Linked DNA regions of Sus scrofa: region 2 is linked to region 1. A link is a contact called in public promoter capture Hi-C data. All regions are on one chromosome and are shown on one strand. The core of a region is the stretch at or near the end of the contact, and the rest is flanking DNA. Distances in the headings are between cores, read along the strand shown. Region 1 holds the start of PES1 (pescadillo ribosomal biogenesis factor 1). Region 2 holds the start of SMTN (smoothelin).

Region 1 (4,694 bases), core at 1,353-3,852:
TAACCACCGCTCCACCACCAGAGGCCTTTTAGAACTTCCCCTCTTTAATCACCCTCTCACACAGCCCTCTGAAATGTTAATTATCCCAGATATATGGTAGATCTATTTATGTAATGCAGTCCTATAAAGGGCCACAAATCACTGTAATATCTAAGACACCTCCCAACCAATTTTTGTTCCTTGGGGATGACACCATCTGGTTGAAAATGCACTTGAAGCCATAGAGCCTCTCTCCTTCCCCATTCATTCACTTATTCACTCATTCACAGACATTAAGACCTCTACTATGGGGAGTTCCCGTCGTGGCTCAGTGGTTAACGAATCTGACTAGGAACCATGAGGTTGCAGGTTTGATCCCTGGCCTTGCTCAATGGGTCAAGGATCTGGCATTGCCATGAGCTGTGGTGCAGGTTGCAGACGCGGCTCGGATCCTGCGTTGCTGTGCCTGTGGCATAGGCCGGCGGCTATAGCTCCGATTGGACCCTAGCCTGGGAACCTCCATATGCTGCGGGAGCAGCCCTAGAAAAGGAAAAAAAAAAACAAAAACAAAAAAATCAACAAACAAAACCCCAAAAAACCTCTACTATGTTCCAAGCATTTAGCTAGAGGTATGTGGGTAATAAAGTCAAATGGTCTATCTTCTACCTGCCCCCAAGAAGCATGATGCAACCATGTGGTTGTCTGTAATGCTGAGATGCTGCCTTATACTCACATCCCTGTAGCCCTGACAGAGCAACAGTGCACTGGGCCAGGTGCCCTGCAATGCAAAGCAAGAACATCTTTTCCAAATAAGCTCTTCCTCTGGACTAAGAGATCATAGGCCTTGATGGCCAGGTCCAGCTCTAAAGGGATAAACCCGTAGCCTCCTGAGGGGTACGTTTACGAATAACCCCAGAGTCACCAAACACACCCCGCATGCATTTTATTATTAATAAAGTTATCAATTGTTTATTGGGGATCAGGCCCATGCCAAGTCCCAGGGCAATACAAAGATGAGTTTCAGACTGTTTTAGGGAAGTTGCTTTTGTTAAAACTGTTTTCCATTACCCTATGCCACACTGTCACCATTCTTACCCTTTCAAACATTAAGAGGACACTCAAGGAGTTCCCATCATAGCTCAGTGGTTAACAAATCCAACTAGTAACCATGAGGTTGTGAGTTCGATCCCTGGCCTTGCTCAGTGGGTTACAGATCCAGTGTTGCTGTGAGCTGTGGTGCAGGTCACAGACACAGCTCAGATGCCACATTGCTATGCCTGTGGTATAGGTGGCAGCTGTAGCTCCAATTAGACCCCTAGCCTGGGAACCTCCATATGCCACAGGTGTGGCCCTAAAAAGACAAAAAAAAAAAAGAGAATACTCAAAGTTAACTGGGGTGACTTTACTCTCTGGGTGTATTGGGGGTGGATTCAGTATTTGGTGTTGTTGGGTACTACTGGCACCTAGTGGATGAACGGTCAGGAATGCTGCTGAACATCCTACAACACACTAGACAACCCTCCCCACAACAACACAACTAAGTTATGTGGCTCAAAATGTCAAAATGGTTGTGAAATCCCCACTTTAAAAACTGCCATGATTTGTTTACATATTTGCAACTGTTTCTCAAGATGAGATTTTCTCCCTCATATTTTTGTAGTTCCAATGGCTAGCACATAATGAGTGCTGGGTTAAAAACAAATCAGCATTGGAAACTTTCAAGATGAAGAAACATCATCCCCATCCTCATCCCCTCCTCTCCATGCCACCAATGTGATTTTCCATACAGCAACAAAAACAATTCTTTGAAAAATCGATGTCATTCCCCTTTTAGTTGATTCTTACTGCACAGCAAATAAAATCCAATCTCTTCACTGTGAATAACACGGTTTCTGTCCAACCCCAACTACATTAGATGCCATTCTTCCCTTGGTTTACTATACCCCAACTGTCCTGATATCCCTCCCATTCGGTACACACGGCAAGCCTTTTCTACCTAAGGGCCTTGGCACTTAGTTTCCTCTGTCAGGCTTGTTTGTGACCGTTTTCTTTGGTTATTTACTTTAGTGGCTACCTTCCCTACTAGAAAGTGAGCTTGGGAAATGTAGGGACTACATCTGGTTATGCCTCATCCCCAACGTCCAGAAAAAGGCCTGATTCAACAGAAAAGGGAGTAACAAGTTTTTAAAATGATAAACTCAACATAGTGATGAGCTCTGCGCTATGTTCATCACTTTTTCAGTAAACAGTTGTCCTCCGGTTCGGCCTGCTCTGGGATGCATCTTTACTTGGTAACCTCAGCTCTCTTTCACAGCTCTACTGCAGGCTTCTTTCCCGGATTTCACCGAACGAGTAATGCTGTCCTCGCCCATCCTCGGACCCTTTCTGGCTGCTGTCTTCTACCGCGTTGATCAGCCACCTCTGCACCCACAAGGGGCCAAGGCCGGGGAAAGGCGCAGTTCCCGGGCTATATCGCTCCCGTCTCCTACCTCCTGGGTCACCCCTGTGTCCCCACCCCTGCTTCTCGCACATCACCTTCTTCTTCTCCAGGCCGCCCATGGCTCCACGCTGAAAGGTCTACCAGTGCCGAGCGGACAGGTAGCGCCACTTCCTCCCGCATGTGCGCGGTACAGGGCCCCGAGGCCCTCCACGCCGCCTGCCTGTGAGGGCTGCCCAAGGAAGTGCCTGAGCAAGTCTAGGGAAAAAAGGGACTTTTCTCTTTTATATTTACAACTAAACTCCATGAAAAAAATCACTAAGACCGCTCTTCTGGATCTTTCCCATTTATTGCCTAATACAGACATATTTAATGTTTGATTGAAGGCGGATATTCAGGCATTTCTATAGTCATCCTGATGACGAACGCTTGCCGTTTCAGCCCCGTTGCATTTTGGGATGGAAGGCGGCGGAAGGCCTAGAGGCAGCGCAGCGCCTTCTGGGATGCATAGGGGAGTCTCTCTTCTGGGAGCAGCGGCAAGAATTGCGTTGTCATAGTAACAGTAGGCGTCGAAACTTGTCTTGCCTGAGAAGCCACCTCGGAGGTAAGTGGAGCGACTTTCGCTTCTCCTGTGGCCATTGGTTTTTCCTTTGGTTAGTTCGCTATTATCGGTGTAAATAAAGCAAAAGCAAACTTTTTCCTCTCAGAGGTAGAGAGACCCAAGAGGCCACTTAAACTTTCTGAGCCTTAGGAGAGAGTTGAAAAATGACGAAAGCACAGTTGGAACTGGTGCTATATTTTAAATGTACATTTAACATGTTTTAGTTTTTAATATGTATATACAAATTCCGTATTGTGTTCTTTAAAGGGTAATTACAAGATTTATACAAATATTCACACGAGTGTGATGTGGTCTGGGGAGTAGATGAAATTTGCAAAGTTAGATGTTTTCTTCCTTCAGGCCGCTAAACTCCATTTGGAGATTGCCTCAAAATTTTAAATTTGAAGAGTTCCCATTGTGGCGCAGCGGAAACGAATCCTAGTAGTATCCATGAGGATGCGGTTTCGATCCTGGACTCGCTCAGTGGGTCAGGGATCCAGCGTTGCGTCATGCTGTGGTGTAGGTCGCAGACCCGGCTCGGATCCTGCATTGCTGTGGCTGTGGTGTAGGCGGGCAGATGTGGCTCGATTCTTTCCCCAGCTGGGGAACTTCCATATGCAGCACATACAGCCCTAAAATGCAAAAAATAAAAAAATTAAAATTTGAGGCCCTTGTGAATGTGACCTGACCTAAAGTCATGGTCATTAACTCACCCTTTAGAGGTAAATACAGATATCAAGCACTGACCAATACTTGTTTTGAAAAATGTGTGTTTTATTATGTACTTTCCATGATAGCTAAAATAAAAACTTAATGATTCAGAGTTCCCTCTGGCGCATTGGGAGGCTGGGATGCAGGTTTGATCCCCAGCCCGTCATGGTGGGTTGAGGCTTCCGAGTCGCTGCAGTTGCAGCATAGGTCTCAACTGCAGCTTGGATCACTGATCCCTGGCCGGGAACTCCACAAACCATAGGGTGGCCAAAAAAAAAAAAAAAAAGAAAAGAAAAAAAGCCTAGTGCCTCTACAAACAACGAAAAATGAAATATAATGAAAAATGGGTAGGGGAAGGTGAGCTAGCAAAGACTTTGAAGGAACTTGACAGAGCGGTGTGAGGAAAAGCAGGGTCATGTGGTTCTCACAGCAAAAGACTAAGGTGTGTTTCAGAAAGGCTCTGAGAACAAAAGGAATGGGGCTGGCAAAGAGAAAGGAGAAAGAGACTGTCCAGGCCAGAGGCAAAAGTTTGGGGCATTTGGGAGCATGTAGGGTGTGACTGTGTAGGAGGAGAAGGATGGACCTGAGAGGACAGTAGTGGCTCGTTAATCAAAGGAACACAGGAGCAAGGCCACTGTCATGGGTGTGTGATCCTGGCAGTGGCCATGGCCCTGTGCTTGAGCCAACGCTGATTCTTAACAATATTTTAACAAGGCACCCTGCACTTGCAAATCATGTAGCTGGTCTACACAGGAAGGGCCTGTTTTGCTCACATTGATTTCGAGGGGGGGTCAGTGGAAAGACACAGATGGAGGTGTCTAGAAAAGAAATTGTACATTGGGTCTGGAGTTCAAAATAGGTACTAGATTTTACAGATGAGGAAACTGAGGTTCTGGGAAGGGAAGGGACTCATCCCAAGGTCACTCAGCTGCTAAGTAGTGGAAAATGGACTTTCACTAGGCAGCC
Region 2 (4,694 bases), core at 1,066-3,565, 380 kb after region 1:
AGATGGACAGACTGAGGCCCAGGCCTCCTCAGTGCCCATAAGACATGCTCACTCTGTTCATTTGGTATTCAGGGAGTTTCACAGATGGGAGGACTTCCATCCCCACTTCCTGTTCCATCCATAGCCCATCTCCTCTCCTTTGCCCACTTACAAACCTCCCAGCCTTTACTCACACTGTTCCTCTGCCACAAAAACCCTTTCATGTCTTTCCCCCTCTTCTCTGTGGGATGGCTTTCTTTGCACCCTTCCTCAAGGACCAGTTTGCTTATCACTTCCTCTAAGAAGTCTTCCAGGATTCCCTCCATCCTAGAAGCAGCAAGGTGGAGGAAAGGGGCTTTGGCATGGGGCAAAATTCCACTCACGTTTTAATGCCATTACCAGCCCAGGTGCCTTCACCTCCCTGAGCCTCAGCTTCCTCCTCTGGAGAATCTGGGTGATACTTATCTTTCACAGTGTCAATCTGCAATGGGGCAAACCCCGAGTCGGACTTGCAACAGGTGCTCAGTAAACACCAGGACTGTCCTCACAGGATGTTTGTTCCTTCCTGTGATGTGGCTGCAAGCTTCTCCGGCACCTTTGATCTTTGTTTCACCACCATCCCACCCTGCCCCTTTCAGATAGGAGGGGAAGGCCAAAAGGTATGGAGTAGGACCCCAGCCCTGAGGGCTTGACAGAGGGACGGGACCCATGCTTATCTTCAGTACCACCAAGAACCAGTATGTGCTAGTCCCAAGCAGAGTCCTGCGCAGTTCCCCTCCAGCTGTATGGGGGTGGGAGGGAGTGCAGAGCTAGCCAAAGCAGGCCATTCATTGGAGCCATCAGCTGCCACTCAGGTGGCCTAAGTGTGCCCAGCCCCAAGGGGCCATTCAGATGGCCCGCTAGGTTTGAACAGGACCAAGCTGGCTTTGGAAGGCACTGACTCTCCTTCTGGAGAATAGGATGGTATCTAGGTCAAGTAGAGAGGGCCCAGATGGGGTCTGCCCAGAGGAAGGGGACCTTGAACTACAGCTCCTAAATTGGGCTCTGTTTGCTCTTCCTCCTGTGTGACCTTAAGAAGTCTCTTCCCTTGCTTCACCATGGTTTTCTCATGTGTAAAACAGGACTACCTCCAGGACGCAGGGATGAAATAAGATATCACCCTTAAAAGAGTCTCAGGGTGGATACTGGCCCTCCCCCTGGATGGTGGTGAGGTGAGGTGGTGAGTGATCACAGAGAATCTGGACACAGGGTTGAGGGGCTCTGCTGGGGCAACATCCTGAAACGACTTCCTCCACAATCCCACATCATAAAGGTTAAAAGCACAGATTCTAAAATGAAAGGTGCTGGTATAAGTCACAGTTCCACAACCTATTAGTTGTTGTCCTTAACTGTTAAACGGGACAGTTGATAATCCATATATGTGTGTGTACACACCTGGAACATGGCAAGTATGAAATAAATTAGTTGATACTATTACTGTTATTATTTGATAGACAGGACTCCCAGGTTCCAACTCCCTTTGGTTTCCATGGACACCTGTGGGACGTGCCCTGACCTCTAGCACGGAGAATGAAGTGGTTTCCCCAGTGGATCTGAGCTCTTGGGTCCCCTGGCTGACTGCTTGTGCTGTCTTTGGCATGCTGCTCTCTCGGCCTCAATTTCCTCCATTTGTTGAATGAGATTCTGGACTCAATATTACCTATGTAAAACTCCAGCGAGGCAAGGGGCCAACCCCAAGGGTCTTGGAGGGGAGAAGCAGCAATGTAGTTGAGGTCAATGTCTGCTCATATTGTATGGTCTGGGGAAGGGGTGTTGTGTGGTTGATCCTGCTCCACTTGAGGTGGTCCCTGAGGTGCTCCAAAGAAGGGTCAAGTCCCTGATCTGAGAGGGTCCCGACCAGGTGTTCCAAAAGAAAACAGTCTAGGGACTGCGGCCAAGCCCTGCACTGACGCGAGGAGGAGGCGGAGTCAAGGGAGTGGACGGGGTCTCACGAACAAAGAGGAGGGCGGAGAGAGGCTGTCCTGAAGGCTCCGCAAATAGTACGATCCCAGACCACTTAACCCGGCTTTGGGTGCCCTCCCCGACTTTGGTTCAAAGCTGCGTCCTCCTGCCGACGCCCACCGGACCCGCCAAAACCGCGCTAGCAGTGTCCCCAAGACAGCAATCCTCTATAACTCAGGCCCTCGAGGGGCGGGCCCTCACTAGGGGCGTGACCGTCAAAATTGAATCTTTCCAATGGGGCAAGAGGGTGGGCGGGACCCTCCCGATGATTGGCTAGCGCTGCGGCGCGGGGCGGGGCCGGCAGGGCTGCTGGCGCGGCTGGACGGGCGGCGCTTGCAGAATCCCAGGGACGGTTGCTGAGCGGGTCTGGGATCCCGGTCGCGGCGCCTTCCGCCTGACCGCTCCTAGTCCATCTGTTGGATACCAAAAGACCTAACCTGAGCCCGCGCCGGACGGGCGGGCCGGGCTGAGAGGTGAGTGTACGGACCTTCGGGCAGGACCAAGACCCCCGCCAGGTCCGGGGGTGGAACCTGGATATGTGGATTCCCGGGGTTCTGGGACTCCCAGACCTGGGAGACCCCGCTTACACACGGGGTCTCTAAGCCATGGAATAAGGTTCTGAGACCGCGGGGAAGGACGTCCATGGGCCACCAGAAGGCTCCACGACCCCGAGGGGTGCAAGTCTTGGGGCCAGAAACCCTGGGGAAGCGCCCACATTCCCCCAAGTCTCCTCACAATCTTCGGGAACCCCATACTGGGACAGGGAGCCCTGGAACTGGAAAGGAACAGCGACAGGAATCCCTGGCGAGGAAGGGACTTCCTTGGGAGTCCTAGATTATGCATTAGGGACCCCTGCCCCTCAGAAGACTTAAGGGAACTCAAAGTGTCCACAGAACCTAAGCCAGGTGATTGCAGAGTGACGCTCTTGGGAGTTTACACCAGAGTAGGTAGAGAAGAGTTAAGGACCCCAGCAGAGGGAGGCTGCCACCTGTCCTAGCCCACAGGGATGGGAAAAGCAAGCAGTGACTTGAACAGGTAGGGTCTGATGAACCCCAACTGTGTGTACCAGGACCCCCCAAACCCGTTCACCGGATGAAGTGACTCGACCAGTGACTGTGACTGTTCTGGGGAGGGGGAAGAGATGACTGAGGGATGAATCAACAGGAACAGGGGCAATCCTGGGGCCATTTCAGTCACCATACATTAACTGAGCACCTACCATGTGTGTCAGGCTATGAGCTCTCAAATTCCAGAAAGACATTAGCGCTGCGGGAGGAAGGAAAGTGCTGCAGTGGGAGGGTGGGCCAGGATTTAGGGGGCCGTTTTGATAGGCAGTGGTAGGGCAAAAGGGAGTGTCCGGAGCCCCTGAAGGTACTTTGGAAGAGGACTTCAGAAGCTAGAGGTGACCAAGATTAAATCCATTCCCTCTCCTCTGGGTTTTTGGGATCCTCCTTCCCCCATGACAATTCTCTGGCCCTCTCCAGTCCTGTTTGCCTCATCCAGGAGCTGGACGGATCAGTTTCTGAAGGCTCTTCCAGCCGGGGAACTGAATCCTAAGTGTGTGAACTGGCAGGAGCTAGGTTCCTGGACACCTGGCTTCATGAGGTCAGGGCAGTTGGCATCAGGAGGAGGGCAGGAAGGGGAGGAGTGGAAGGGGATGTGCACAGAGGGCCGTCCTCAAGAATTGGAAGACTGAGTGTTACCACCAATGGCTTAAGTTACCAGAGGGAATGAGAGTGGCAAAGGCTGCAAGGGCTCAGAAAGGCTTAGCCTATAGCCAGAGGCAGAGCTTTTGAGGTGAGTAGAGGCTGAGCAGGCCCTGGGGATGGGTGGCTGGGGTAGGAAGCTGTGGAGACTGGCAGGCACCCCCCTGGTGATAAGGACAGCTTGGGTAGTCCTTGTTGGGCCCTGGCTTCACAATCCAGGTCCCTACCCTCCCTCTTTGATGTTTAGACATGGCAAGGGCCAAGCTTAAGGCCACACAGCAGGCTAGCAGTGGAGTTGGCTGGGCCGGAACCAGAGATCCTTACTCTTGGTATGTTGAGTTTTCAGCACATTACCTTAGGGCAGAGGGCACCACCCACCAGGCGCCACATCACAGATAACAAGGATTGGACACTAATGGATGATCAGGGGTTAGAGGGAGAAACTGAGGCACAGAGCCCAAGTCCCTGTAGTTTCTAGAGGCCCCAGCAGGCCTGATTCATGTCTGTCCCCTGCAGAATTCCCTGAGCTGGTGTCAGGTGCCACAAGCACTGGGGAACTCACCAGGAGAGGACGGACGGAGCTAGGGGCCACCAAGATGGCGGACGAAACCTTAGCTGGGCTGGATGAGGGAGCCCTGCGGAAGCTGGTAAGTCGTCCCATCATCCCTATATGAGGACAGGCAAGCCAGGCCAGAGAGACAGGGCCTGTCCAGGATACCTCTCAGCTGACAGGAGGAGGTGATGGGGGAAGGGGCAGGAGGAGGGCTCAGGGGAACATGTTCCGCATGGCTGATGCAGGGGCCCTGATGGCATGTGCCTGTCCATGCCAGGTGCTGAGGCCTTGTCCCTCCCAGCCCCCCACTGCCACCACCTGTTTAAATAGTAACTGGTGAGGACTCACCCATGTGCAGTTACAGGTGTGAGGAGGCTGGATTTGCTTCTCCCATGCAATAGTCTGGGCAGTACCCACCCCTGGAGGCTGACCCACTGATAACAGTAGCAGCAATG

The links. Promoter capture Hi-C pulls out the DNA fragments that hold promoters and counts their contacts.
Region 2: a contact with region 1 is called in a promoter capture Hi-C map of fetal liver, with 1.9 times the contacts expected there. The contact joins the promoter of SMTN here to the promoter of PES1 in region 1. A contact is called at or near these places in 1 of 5 promoter capture datasets (fetal liver) and 1 of 2 datasets of contacts at active chromatin or transcription factors (alveolar macrophages).

The regions. Positions count from the first base shown.
Region 1 is chr14:47,493,381-47,498,074 of Sscrofa11.1, forward strand. It overlaps PES1 (pescadillo ribosomal biogenesis factor 1), which reads right to left and starts at 2,603. Exons shown (of 16, transcript NM_001244432.1): 1 at 2,515-2,603. The coding sequence starts at 2,538. TCN2 (transcobalamin 2) reads left to right here and starts at 2,865. Exons shown (of 11, transcript NM_001244436.1): 1 at 2,865-3,020.
Region 2 is chr14:47,877,002-47,881,695 of Sscrofa11.1, forward strand. It overlaps SMTN (smoothelin), which reads left to right and starts at 2,316. Exons shown (of 23, transcript NM_001244360.1): 1 at 2,316-2,453; 2 at 4,203-4,333. The coding sequence starts at 4,283.